Linked DNA regions of Mus musculus: region 1 is linked to region 2. Evidence: chromatin contacts called from public Hi-C data. All regions are on one chromosome and are shown on one strand. The core of a region is the stretch at or near the end of the contact, and the rest is flanking DNA. Distances in the headings are between cores, read along the strand shown. Region 1 overlaps Mapk9 (mitogen-activated protein kinase 9). Region 2 overlaps Gfpt2 (glutamine fructose-6-phosphate transaminase 2).

Evidence for each region. A called contact is a pair of places that touch in the nucleus more often than the background predicts.
Region 1: a Hi-C map of DN3 thymocytes shows a contact between it and region 2, with 1.8 times the contacts expected there. The contact joins two enhancer-like sites. A contact is called at or near these places in 3 of 15 datasets of contacts at CTCF or cohesin (CD8 T cells, the G1E-ER4 cell line and the NIH/3T3 cell line), 76 of 484 Hi-C or Micro-C datasets (B cells, the Ba/F3 cell line, CD4 T cells and 49 more), 5 of 115 datasets of contacts at active chromatin or transcription factors (astrocytes, bone marrow-derived dendritic cells, embryonic stem cells and 1 more) and 1 of 9 other capture datasets (liver).

What each region holds. Positions count from the first base shown.
Region 1 is chr11:49,860,180-49,867,206 of GRCm38.p6, reverse strand. It overlaps Mapk9 (mitogen-activated protein kinase 9), which reads right to left. Exons shown (of 12, transcript NM_207692.2): 3 at 3,534-3,663; 4 at 166-224. Among named protein-coding and RNA genes, the nearest start is that of Mapk9, 17 kb to the right of the region's middle. Within about 2 kb of position 5,521, at least 5 of the 459 cell types and tissues checked have an H3K27ac peak or open chromatin away from gene starts, as enhancers often do. A contact at or near this core is called in Th1 cells and regulatory T cells, where this site is marked.
Region 2 is chr11:49,809,669-49,816,258 of GRCm38.p6, reverse strand. It overlaps Gfpt2 (glutamine fructose-6-phosphate transaminase 2), which reads right to left. Exons shown (of 19, transcript NM_013529.3): 5 at 5,237-5,295; 6 at 4,455-4,589; 7 at 918-979. All of the region lies in intron 3 of Gm36507 (a long non-coding RNA gene), which reads left to right. Among named protein-coding and RNA genes, the nearest start is that of Gfpt2, 19 kb to the right of the region's middle. Within about 2 kb of position 5,033, at least 80 of the 459 cell types and tissues checked have an H3K27ac peak or open chromatin away from gene starts, as enhancers often do. A contact at or near this core is called in Th1 cells and regulatory T cells, where this site is marked.

The DNA.
Region 1 (7,027 bases), core at 4,272-6,771, 50 kb before region 2:
CTCTGAGTCCTCAGGCTCACAGCCTTAGATTAAAAGCAACACCGCAGGCATCCTTGTTCTTTGGCACTGTGGCACCCTAGGGTCCCGAGCTTGCAAATGGCCTATGTTTTCTAAATATAAATCACTGAGTTTCTAAATTTTCAATCTGATGCAAAAGATACTTACACATCTTGAAATTCTTCTAGCGTTTTTTGTGGTGTGAACACATTTAACAAGCTAATTATCTGAAAAGAGAAAATTAATTATACTTTAGTATGTCAGATTGAGTATAAAAATTGGTGTACACTGAAATGTATTAAAGGTAGAAAAATGATTGCAGAACCCAATATTTCTCATTACTATGGTTGTTACCAAAGCATCCTAGTGCACAGCATTGGAATACTTAACCACCAACTGGAAGTAAGATGTGCTTTTAACAGAATCACTCACATGACCCTAGTAACTTAAATCATTACTATGGAATTTAAATATATGTAAAATATAAAAATAATGGTTGGAAAAGCACTATGCTGGGGGCTGGAGAGATGGCTCAGTGGTTAAGAGCACTGACTGCTCTTCCAGAGGTCCTGAGCTAAATTCCCAGCAACCACATGGTGGGCTCATAACCATCTATAGTGAGATCTGGTGCCTTCTGCTAGCCTGCAGTATACATGCAGGTAGAACGAGATATATCTTAAGTATCTATGCTATGCTAGCATAGTTTCCACTGTGCTAACTGGAAATTCAAATACTATATGTAACTTTCTGAAAAGTTTTTAAATAAGAAGGCTGAGCTTATACTTTATGGTGATGAATATGAGGTCTCATAGCCTTATATTCCCTTACGGGGCTAAGCAGCCAATCTTACTGCTTGCTCCTTGTGGCCTCTGTGTTTACAAACCATGTGTTTCAAACACACACCCTCAGTCATTTCACATGAACAAGAGAAAGGGTAATTACTCATCAGATAGAAGGGGTAACCAGCAAGAATGGGAAGGAAACTGTATCCACCTTCAGTCTTGGGAAACAAAATGGATAAAGTCTAAAATTCTAAAGTATAAAGCAGAGAAGAATATGGGCAAACATTCTATTTCCTGGTGTAACAAAGTATTTTAAACATGATAGGAAACCTAGGATATTTAACTACATTAAAACAAAGCCAAAATTAAATAAAAAATCAGCATACTAGAGCAACATATGAGATCAAATGGGAAAGGGGGAGAAACAGTTGAAGCTGGGCATGGGTGGCATTTCTCTAACTTTAGGACTTACGAGGCTGAGGCAGGAGATTGCAAGTTTAAGGACAGCCTCAGAGTTCAAGGTTAGCCTGGGCTATATAGCAAAATCCCCAAATGGAAAGGGTTAATAACTTTGATATGTAAAATCACCTACAAGTGATTTTAAAAAGATACCAAACAGTGTAAGATAAAAGTAGAGCCGCAACCATGAAAAGCAAATTTTCAATGAATAAACAGTTGGGGCTCGAGATATGGCTCAGTGAAGACTTGAGTTCAGACTCCTAGCTCCCACACAAATGTCAATGGGAATGGTGTCCCACTTGTATTTTCGGGGCTCAGAAGATGGAGACGGGATCACTAGGGCAAGCTGGATAGCTAGACTAGCCAAATTAGCAAGCTCTAGGTTCAACTGAGACATCTTGCCTCAGTATATAAGGTGGGGAGTAATTCATAAAGACGCCTGACATCAACCTCCAGCTTTCACATGTGCACCCAGACCTGCACATACATACAGGCATGCTCACACATGTACAGATTTGTACACACATACATGCACACACATCCCATAAACATATGAAAAGAAATTCAACCTCACAGATTAAGATAAGATTATTTGTCATGTAGCAGACTGGCAGAAAGAAAAGCAAAACCAGTATCAGCCAGTGCTGGTGAATGTGAAGGAAGATGTGCCCTCAGAAGCCTCCCATCAAGCATAGCTGACAGTGCGCCCTGACGTCAGCTTGTCAGCGTGTATGAAAACCGGGGCTAGGCTGATTGTTTGGCTAGCAATAACCTGCCTGGATATGTAGACCAAGTTGTATGAAGAGGGCATTCATTACACCATGGCTTCTAACAGAAAAAGCAAAACTGGAAATAATCTACCCAACAAAATTATGTGTATCTTAGTTTGCTTTCCATGGCTGTTATAAAACACTGTAGCCAAACCTGGGGAAGACAGGGCTTATTTGCTTATAGTTTATAATCTATCAGAAAGGAAAGTCAGGGCAGAAACTCAAGCAAGGAACCTAGAGGCAGGAACTGAAGGTGAGGCCATGGAGGAACATAGCTTACGGCTTGCTCACCTTGTTTTTTAAACACAGTCTAGGAGCACTGGGCCCTCCCACATCAATCACAGACTTGCCTATAAGCCAGTATGATGAAGGCATTCTCACAATTGAGGTTCCCTTCCCCAGGTGACACTAGCTTGTGTCAAGTTGACAAAAAACAACAACAACAACAACAACACAACCCAGCACAATTTGTTAACTAAATTATTATATATCTGTATATACAGCCACTTAAAAATATATTACAGTTGTGTCTATTAAAGTGTATGAAATTTATCAACATTCTTCTTGGTATAAAAAGAGGAATAGTAGCATACTTGGTCTCATTTATACATATGTAAATATACATAAGCAAGGATGCTTACTGAAATGCTCACACTTGTGACTGGTGGTTGAAGGCCCAGGGATTTTTGCTTTCTAACTTATACTACCTGAATTTTTAAAAATAATAAACATATCTTTGTAAAGTGACAAAATTGAAGAGTAAAATAAAACAAACATTGAACCAACTAAAACCAATTCAAAAACCAAACTGAGTGGAGGTGAGGATATGGCTCAGAGGCAGAGTACTTGCCTTGTGTACATAAGAGCTTGGATTCAATCCCCAGCTTCCCCCCAAATTAAAAGAATACAATGTGACAAAAGAATAAACTGATCTTAGTGGCATACTCAATGTCACCATATAGAGAGGTCTAGCACAAGTATTGAGACAAAGGGGAACATAAACTGTTTAGTACAATCTTAAGTAGTCTCCACTCATCTAAAACTGGAGACAGATGTCATAGACTGATCTCTTTCAGGGGCTGAGAAGAGGGAAGGGGGTAAAGGCACTGTCACAAACTGATAACTGACCTGAGTGAGATCCCAGAGTCCCACATAGAACCTCTCTCCTAAAGAGAACCAATTGTGGTCAGGGTCAGGGTTAGGTGATAGGGCTAAGGTTAGGGGTTAGGTAAGGGTCAGGGTCAAGGTTAGGGACTGATTCTGGCAGGTTATTTATTCTCAGGGTTAGGGTTAGCTGTTAGGATGGGGTAGGGTTGGTATCAAGATTAGGCTCACCTGGCAGCTTGTCCTCTCACCTCCACAGTGAGCAGTGGCATCCCCCCCCCCAATAACTAGATGTAATAAAGAATATTTTTTAATTTTTGAAAAAAATGTAATCTATTTTATAGTTTCTCTCCTCATCAGCCAATCTTCGGTCTGGTCACACCACTAACATCAAAGCACACAAAGGAGCGCCATGACTTACGTTTTTATGATTGACACACTTTAAGAGGACGAGTTCACGGTAGGCTCTCTTTGCGTGCGTTTGGTTCTGAAAAGGACGACTTAACTTCTTGACAGCCACATTTATCCCAAGAACTGTATCAAAAGCAGCACTATAATTAGGAAATATAATAAACAGCCTATTAAAATGGCTTTTGAAAATAGCAATGGAGAAATACATTTGATGTACTGTCTTTCAAAGAGAATAACAAGGCAAGGAGAAATGTTTCTGCTCTTCCCCAATCAAGCTTTATGTACATCCAGAAAGTGAAGTGGCCGGGCTGGACGGGCTAGTCCCTCCCCAGAGGCACCATGCTTTTTGGCTGCAGCTGGAGAGGGATTCAGCAATTCTTCCTACTTATAATTTTCAGTTAGCTAAGATTAGCAGGTTCAGAACCAGGTAATTTAATCCAAAGCACAAAACTCAGGTCAAGGCACGAAATTTTCCATTTAACACAACAAGAAATTTAAAACTTCCTTGTTATCACTGATTAAAATGTCAGTATATTCTGGAAATGCCATAGTTGAGCTCATGGAAGGAATTTAATAAATCTGTTTTGACTGATTATGCTTTCCCAGGCCAAAGACTCTGAAAGGAAACAGAAGCCAAAGTCTCAGCTCACGGTAAACTACCAAGATACAAACTCCCAATGTAAGCACTCGCTATATATAAAATCGTGCAGGAAGTGATGCGTCCTTGTGTAGTGTGAGTAAGATCTGAAGCTCCAGTTTCCAGCGCTCACATCCCTTCATGGAAGTCAGTGTTAATTTTTCTGCAGAGACTAGCTATGGAGAGCGAGAGGCATGATGACATGTCTTAGGGTTTCCAGCTAACAATACTGCGTCGTCATGCAGAGGTCTTCTGATGGCTCAACAAGGGCTCAGGACTGCTACGTACAACCTGGGAGCCCAGGCGTCTCCTTAAACACCGCTTCTGGGAGTTTATTCTATTTGTAATATTGTTTATCTTTATCCCTTTCTGTTAATTCTTTCTGCTCAATAACTCTAATGTAATTAGACCTGTTTTTAACTTAAAGACTGGCCATTGTGGAACTGTCTAAGGAAAACCACTGCATTTATTACATTTATATGGATATGTATATATACAAGTCATAGGTGAGCCCACATGCTCAAAGGTAAGTTCACTACTCATATGAATATATGGTATAAAGATCTATTGTAAAATAAATCATTAATAAACCTGTGTGCATGTGTACACTTGTATGTGTGTTTCTTGGATTCACCTTTCTGATCTCAAAAGATTCTGTCTGAATTTTTAGACAAACAAGAATAATGACTGAGTTCAAGGGCTACACAGAACAGCACGGTGTCTTCAGTTAATAACACTACTACTACACTGTGTAATTTTTTTCTTTTCTTTATTTTCTTTTTCTTCTTTGAGTCAAGGTTCTCTATGTACTCCTGAAACTTGCTATGTAAATCAGGTTGGCCTTGGATTCACAGTTATCTGCTTGCCCCCTGACTCTGGAGTATTGAGATTAAAGGTGTATAACTGCCTTACTCAGCTTATACTGTGTTCTTTAAAATTGCTTAAAAAAGTAGATGTTACATGTTCTCACTGCAGAAAACATGTAAGAAAACTGTATATGTAAATTAGCTGAATTTAGCTACTTTATAATATATATGTATTTGAAGCACTCTATGTATGTGTGTATGTATATGCATGTGTTTCTCTCTGTTCTCTCTGTGTGTATTTATGTATGTATATTTATGTTTCTCTTTTGTGTGTGTGTGTATGTATGTATGTATGTACTGGCTAGTTTTTTACCAACTTGATAAGCTGGAGTCATTTTGCTAGAAGGAATTGAGTGAATGCCCTCACTAGACTGCAGAGCCTTTTCTTGATTAGCGACTATGTGGAAAGCCCAGCTCACGTGGGTGGTACTACCACTGGGTATGTGGTTCTAGATGGTATACGAAAACAGTCTGAACAAGCCAGGAGGAGCAAGTCAGTACGCAGCCCTCCTCATGGCCTCTGCTTCAGTTCCTGCCTCCAGGTTCCTGCCCTGGCACCCCTTTCTTCCTCTCCTCATGTTTTAGATTCTGGTGTCTTATCACAGCAATAGAAACCTAACTAAGGCAATAAAATAAACACATATACCTATATCAATAAAACATTTTTTGATGTACAAAATTACTCAAATGAACTAGTTCTAAACGCATGGAGACAAGCTCCTCTACTCCTGCCTGTCCCAGCTCCAGAACAACTCGTAACTCAAAGGGACAGACACTGCCTAGTATGAAACTGAGGGTTTAGCCACCTACTTGGCTCCTCCCCACCCTCACAGCCTTATTTGATGGTACGTCAGGGTTTCCTGTAATGCACTTTACCTTGCTCTTCCCCAATAACATAAGGTGACTAGTACGCTTTCCCCTGCTCTCTTTATCTCTTTATCCTCCTCTTCCTCCAAACCTTTGTCTTAAACAGTCATGCTTGCTAGCATCTTCATTTTAAACTGACAGCTAGGCCTCTGTGCTGTTTCCCCCAGCTGTCTATAAACACTGACAACCATCCGGAAAGTACATGTGCTCACGTAAATACTACTAGTTGCAGAGCTGAAATTATACTTCACTTCCCAAAGATCACACAATCCTTGCTGCCAATCATACACACAAAATTAGAATGTCTGCTATATGGAGGCAATGGGTTCTCCGTCCTCCCAGTTTATCAAGTGTTTGAACACTCCATGCCTTTGTTTCTAAGCAGACCACACCTCTTTCTATACTTCCTTCCACAAGGTTCTAATAAACATCTTTTTCCTTAGAGCCATTTTCCAAAGCCCACCACCAGTACCGTGTTCTCCCACTCAGACTTCTACACTTAGAATTGACCCAGCCCTTTTCTGAAGACATCTCAAAGCCTGCTTCACAGAACTTATCCTCCATCTGGCCTCTTGTATTACAAGCTCTTGTGTTGTCTCATTGTTGGAGTACTCCTTAAGGAATGTCCCCAGACAACAAAATGATTTTACTCTGCCTTCGGCTTTGATAGTCTGTCTTTTAAGCTGAAAATCAATTTCCTCACAGAACACACTAAGGCCATTGCTCTACTGCTCCCAGCTTCAGTGCTGTTTAGTGGGGAGGGAGGCTTATATCTGAGAGTCACTCTTTTGTTTTTTTGTTTCTCTGCTCAATGATATATCACAAAGAGCCATGCTCTATTGGAGCCTCCAAATGTCCCCTTAACAATCCCTCCCAATTGTTATCATTGTCCATTTGTCATTCAAGAAAGAAAATAACTTCTGCTTCTGTTTTTTTTGTTTTTGTTTTTTGTTTGTTTTGAGACAGGATCTTTCTACATAGTCCTTGCTGTCTTGGAACTCACTGTGTAGACCAGGCTGGCCTCAAACTCACAGAGATTCTCTTGTTTCTGCTTCCCAAGTGCTTGGATTAAAGGTGTGCACCACTAACATTGGCCTAACTTTTGGCTTTAAGACAGTCACTTTCTTGCTCTCA
Region 2 (6,590 bases), core at 3,784-6,283:
GAATTGTCAGTTTCTGGAATTTTCCACTGACCTTGTTTGACCACTGATAACAGAATCCGTAGACATCACACTTTACACTGCCTGGAGCTAGAGACAGGGCTTCTGTAGCTCACACTAAGGTGCTGTTCTCCTCCAAGATGTCTAACTAACTATCGAGAAGAAAATGCTGAACACATTTTATGAAGACCACTCGGGCTGTACGTACACCCCTCTTCTCATTCTCGAGATGAGGGACAAAGTTCAGAAGGACTAAGAAAAAGGTGCTTTGGAAGTGCTTTGACTATTTTTTATAATATTTTGTTTTGTCTAAAACTAATCGGAGACCTTGTCCTGGGTCCAGTGAGGAGGAGGTAGCTCAAATTGTCTCCCCACCCCCACTAGTGACAGTTTAAGCATTATAATTGAGTTTAAAGCTAACTGGGTTTCTGAGTAAGTGGCTCCCAGATCTTAGTGTTCAGACCACGTCTCCTTTAAGACACAGAAACCTCCTGAGATGTCCCAAGGGTTGGCCTGGGTGCTCCAACCATCCGTTACTGCCAATTTAGAATAATCAAACTTTATTGCTTCCTCACGGCGCATTCATTTTAAACAGAAATATCACCTTATGAGATTTTGAAGGGAGCTTCGAGATTTGATAGAGACCAACTGGTATTTTATAATTCTATTCTATGATTTTATGAAATTATATTTCAAATGTCAAATTAGACCTGGTCCTGGGGATGGAGGGATAATGATTAATTCATCTGACTTTCTGGGTAGATAATAGTGACAGTTGTCAAGGGACAGTCTCACTCACTCAGCCTAGGTCTCTTGGGGCCACGTATATATTCCAAATGGTTTCTTTGTGCCTTTAGCATAAAATCAGCAGCCACAGAGCACCAAGGCCCCTCAGAGCTGGGCTTCCATCAGAGCCTTACCTCGTGGCGACAGCTTCTCCCGGGTAGTGAATACTCTTGAAAACCAGTGCAAAGGCGCCTTCCTGAAAACACAGCAACAAAGGTCTTAAAGGACTGTGCCTTACCCTGACTAGCCAAGCCACTGCAGACCACTGGCCCAGGCAGGTCATTCCAGCCTCTCTTTATGGCAGGTATGGATTGCAGGGGCAGCTTATGGAAGATGATTGTGGTCAGAGGGGAAGCCAGACAGATGGCATCGTGCTTAAGTGCCAAGGTCTAGCCCTTATGAATTTCACTGTGAACATCATAAGCCACAGTGGCTTGTCCAGGCTCCCCAGGAACTCCTGTTAGAGATGCCCCAGGTTGGAGTGGTACAGCTGGAACCACAGAGAGTGAGAACCAGGGTGGAGACACCCTGCACTGAGCCTCTAAAAGGGACCTGTGCAGGGATCAGCTGAGCAGTCAAAGGGGTTAATCAGCAGAGCTCAAACTGGGATCCAGTTCTGGATCTATCCCTTCCTTTAGTTGGGCAATCATTTCAATGACCTTCAAGCCTCGTTTTCCTTATCTGTGATCGAGGGGACAGCAATTCTATCTGTATGACTTTGAGGTTCAATTCTAAAGCATTGTAAGTGCTTAGAATGGTGCCCGGACTTTAGATCACTCAGGAGAACTAGATAATTCAACGGTTAATCCTCTTCTCATATTGTTAATTCTTTTATCAGTTCTATGGCTGTGACTGCTACTTGCCCCCTGTGCCTCACTTTGCTATTTGTGCAAAGTTAGAGCTAGACTGTAGCTTTCCTCATTCAGGACTGCAAAAAAATTCCTTTTCTGAGATATGCATGTGTATTTGCCTACATGACTTTATGTGTACTATGTGTGTGCAGTGTCCATAGAGGCCTTAAGAGGGCGGAGGCCTTAAGAGGGCGACAGAGTTTTTTGGAACTGCAGTGACAGGCAATTGTGAGCCTCAACATGGGTGCTGGAAACTGAACCCGGATCCTCTGTAAGATCAGTAAGCAATCTTAACCACTCTTATCTCCAGCTCCCCAAATGTCATTTTTTCATTGTATGAAATTCTTCATACAAAATTATCCCTTGACCAACCTAACTAATTTGCCATGGCCTTGGAAGATCTCACTTGTGTACAACAAGTTATGAATCTGGATCTCCATGTGAAATTCTCAGACTTTGAAATACTAGGTGGAATTCAGAGTCTGGGCAGCCAGGGTGGTACAGCCAATTCATGGACTAAGTCACAGAATTAGTGAGTTCTAGGGTTAATGTCACAGGGTCTCAATGGGTTGTTAAGTTGTCTAGGAAGAAGGGGCTTTAGGCAGATCTTGGGTGTCATGATAGTATCCCTGCTTAGCTGAATTTATAATAGCAATGAAGGATAGAACAGAAATATGTTTCCTACTCTCTGTCAAAAAGAGTTCCATATTGCTTTGGGTAAGAAAAAAAATCAAAAAATCTAAAGGTAACATTATGGGGAAGAGATTTCTAAAATTCAAAATTATAGAGTGCAAGGGTTGTAGCTCAGTCACAGAGTGCTGCCAGGCCCTGGGTTCAATCCTTAGGATGGCAATGAAGCAAACACAAAACAAACACTAAAGATGAAAACACTGTGTGGCAATACCTCATCTGTTTACCATACCTTACAAATTCAGGATACTGTACATTATGTACTACTGACCCTCCATACCTATAGATGCCGATATGGGCGTGGCTCAGTGAGGGAGAGCTTGCAGAGCATGTGTGAGATTCCGGATTTGCTTTCCAGCATCAGAAAGACAAGGAAAAAAAAGTTCTGGAAACTTGTCCCATTGTTACTGGTCTGGGCTGTGCATCTAGTCTAGAGTGGAACATTTAGAATGAGTGTGAAAGTTTGTATATGCTCAGCCCAGGGAGTGGCACTATTAGAGGGTGTGGTCCTGTTGGAGTAGGTGTGGTCTTGTTGGAGTAGGTGTGTCCCTGTGGCTTTAAGACCCTCATCCTAGCTGCCTGGAAGCCAGTATTCTGGTAGCAGCTTTTAGATGAAGATGTAGAACTCTCAGCTCCTCCTGCACCATGCCTGCCTGGATGCTGCCATGTTCCCACCTTGATGACAATGGACTGAACCTCTGAACCTGTAAGCCAGCCCCAATTAAATGTTGTCCCTATAAGAGTTGCCTTGGTCATGGTGTCTGTTCACAGCAGTAAAACCCTAACTAAGACAGTGAACATGCACAGACTTGTTCTTGTCACTGGTCCCTGGAGTATTCAATGTAGCATAACAACTATCTACATGGTTCCATTGTACTAGGTATGATAAACAATCTAGAAATGATTAAAACACACATGGGGATGGGCACACATTACATACAAATACTATGACAGTTTATGTGAAACTTGACTCATGTATCTAGTGAGGATCTTGGAACCAGATTGGAATTGGTACTTGGTATTCCATACCAAGGTATGACACTGTAGAAGATGCTATGATTTAGAAATTTGTCCTCTAAATTATGGACACCCCCCCAAAAGAGGATGGCATAGATCAAAGGGTTTTGGCAGTAGATTCACTCTGAAAGTGTTCACTGAAGGCTGGCATATCTAAAACCACAGCAGTCTCTGATCCAGTGTGTCCCAGATTCTGGGCCTTGAACACTATTTCCAGGATCCGTGGCCTTGGGTGCCATGGTTCGTTGGGGATGGGCTCTGAGATGTATGGATGCCTCTTTGCTGCCTCCCATCTCACACAGGCCTCCTGCTCTGCCTCCTCTAAGAGCGGTTTTCCTCCTCAGACAAGCCTCTAAGCCCCCATGCCTGTTCCCCTGGATGACTCCACCCCCACACCCCTGTGTCTATTCATCTTTGAGAGTAGCTGTTCTGGAATCTAACTGTTCCATGTGCCACTAGTTTCTCTTGCTGACTGTGCTGGGCCACTCCCTTCAACAGTTCCCTGTGCTCTGGTCCCCTCTCTCTTAAAACCACAGTCTTCTTTGGGAACTAAGAACATCTCTTGTCCCACAGCTGTCTCTATGCACTCTTTGCATAACTCAGAAATCTATTCCTGTGTACTCATAAATGAACATCCACCTCCCTCCCTCCCTCCCTCCCTCCCTTCCTCTCCTTCCTTTACCATTTCCATTCTGTAATCAATTGTGGACATTTCTTCCCTTGACTGTTTTACTGACAAGAAAGAGAGACTACAATTCCAAGTCTGCAATATCAGTCAAATTCGTCTGCTTAGCACATAACAATGCATACGATTCAACTTTAGACAGGAAACCATGAACCGCAACAGATAAGTTCGCACATGCGCACAACCCACGTTGTAAAAAAAATCATAGATTAGAAGGCCAGCCACCATCTCAGTGGGGCTAAAATGAAGTAAACGTTTTGTTTAATACTCAGACCCCAAGCTGGGCTTTCTCCAGATTCCACAGGAATGTAACATCATAAGTACATGCTATGGACGAACTATCTTCCACCCTCAGGACCTTGTGCAAATTTGTACAAGTGCTTATGAAAAATAAAGGTGTGTTTAGACAGATGGGACCCATAACTCACCAACTGCTGAATGACTCTTTCGACCAATGTGGAAAACGTTATGTCCTCAGTCTCTCTGTTGTCAAATACATATTTAATCAGCTTGGCGATGGTCTCCGTGTCTGTTTCTGACTCAAACTCGTAGCCTTTGCTTTCCTGGAATAAGGGGTTATACGCAGGGTGACAGATTTTGGTCATTGTGCAATGCTGGTGGGGCCAACTCCCTCTAGTCCCTTAAGATATGACTTAAGGCATAACTTGAAGGGAAATAAGCAAAACTGGGAAGGGACAAGAAATGTCTGCCAGAACCCAGCAGCCAAACACCTCTGAGTCACCCTCTTATTCCCAGAGACCATCCCTCCTCAGGAGTCTGTCTTCACTGTTAATCTGGACATTGCAACACAGCAGCAATGATGATAAAATATGTTGACTCACTCACATCCCAAGTCACACCATATTGCAGACACTCACCATCCGCCTCCCCACCCCACGGTCCGCATGGTGTCAGAGTCAGTGTGTCACATAGCACAAGCTACTCTGTGAAACCTAGCACATGTTATTTTGATTCTGTAAAACCACAGCAGCCCTCAAGATAAACACTAACGCCCTGCTATCTCCCGGACAAGGTCTGCGCACAGTGGCTGAGCTGAGGCTAAGGCTCACACTAGGGACTGTGACACGGCCCAGTGTGCGTCTCACTCAGTTCCTGTGCTTGTCACTGAGGGGAAACAGGCTAGGTGAAAGTGTCAGGGGGATGATCGGGGCTGAATCAGACTGGGTTTGCCCGAGGGAAAGCCCCTTACCAGAAACTTCCTTAGATCCTTGTAATTAGTGATGATCCCGTTGTGGATGACAACAAATTCTGCAAGGAGAGTTTGCGGGAGAAGAGGAATGAGCGTTCAAAATGAACTGCAAGGAAGTTCAGGCTAGACACTACAGGAATGAAAGCTGGAAACTCGGGGCTGGTGAGATGGCTCAGTGGGTAAGAGCACCTGACTGCTTTCTTCCGAAGGTCCAGAGTTCAAATCCCAGCAACCACATGGTAGCTCACAACCATCCTTAATGCAATCTGATGCCCTCTTCTGGAGTATCTGAGGACAGCTACAGTGTACTTACATATAATAAATAAATAAATCTTTAAAAAAAAAAAAAGAAAAAGAAAACTGGAAACTCTTCCCTGAGACGGGTGGTAAGCGGGTTCCATTTGCAGGGCTTAAGACTGATGTTTCCCGTGACTTGGTCTTACCTGTCAGTGATGAGCACCCAGCACCTGACCGTGCATAGAACTCTGCCACTGGATATTAAAAAGGCTTCCAGCTTCCACAATTATTTATGTCTCATTATCCACAAATATTTCCAGACATTCCCAACCGTCTTTAGTACTTTCTCCTTTTTAAATAAATCATTTTATTTTGTGTGTATGGGTATTTTTCCTGCGTGCCTATCTGTGGACCACATGCATGCCTGGGGCCTCTGGAAGCCAAAAGAGAACATCAGATGCCCTGGAACTAGAATCAGCCAGTTCTGAGCAGCTATGCAGGTGCTGGGGATTGAACCTGGGTCCTCTGGAGGAGTGGCTGCTGCTCTTGCTCTGAGCTGCCGACTCATCTCTCCTGCACTAAGCTTTAGTTCTTAAAGGGGAGTCACAAACTGGAAGTTTATAGATGTGTGTGTGTGTGTGTGTGTGTGTGTGTGTGTGTGTGTGTGTGTTGGGGGTGCATGTGTGCATGCCATGACACATGTGTGAAAATTGGGGACAACCATCTGGAGTTGGTTCTCCCTCCCACCCTTATGTATGTTCCAGGGCTTCAACTTGGCTCATCGGAATTTCACAGTGGGAACTTTTGCAAGCTGATGCATCTGGCAGGCCCCTCTACCTTAGTTTTTTGAGCCAGGGTCCCTCACAGAACCTAGAGTTCACTGACTTGGCTGGCCTGGCTGGCCAGTGAGCTTGAGGGATCCTCGAGGCTCTGCCTCCCAGAACCACTCTTTGTGGGAGAGGAAGATGAACTCTGCTGCATGGAAAAGGTGCTCTGGGTGCTCTTTATGGTCCTAGCCTTCTAGAGTATTTTGCTTGTCTCCTAGTGTCTGCTATGGGTTGAATGTAGCCTTCAAAAGCACAGTTCATGACGCTGGATTCTCAGAGTGGTGATTGAC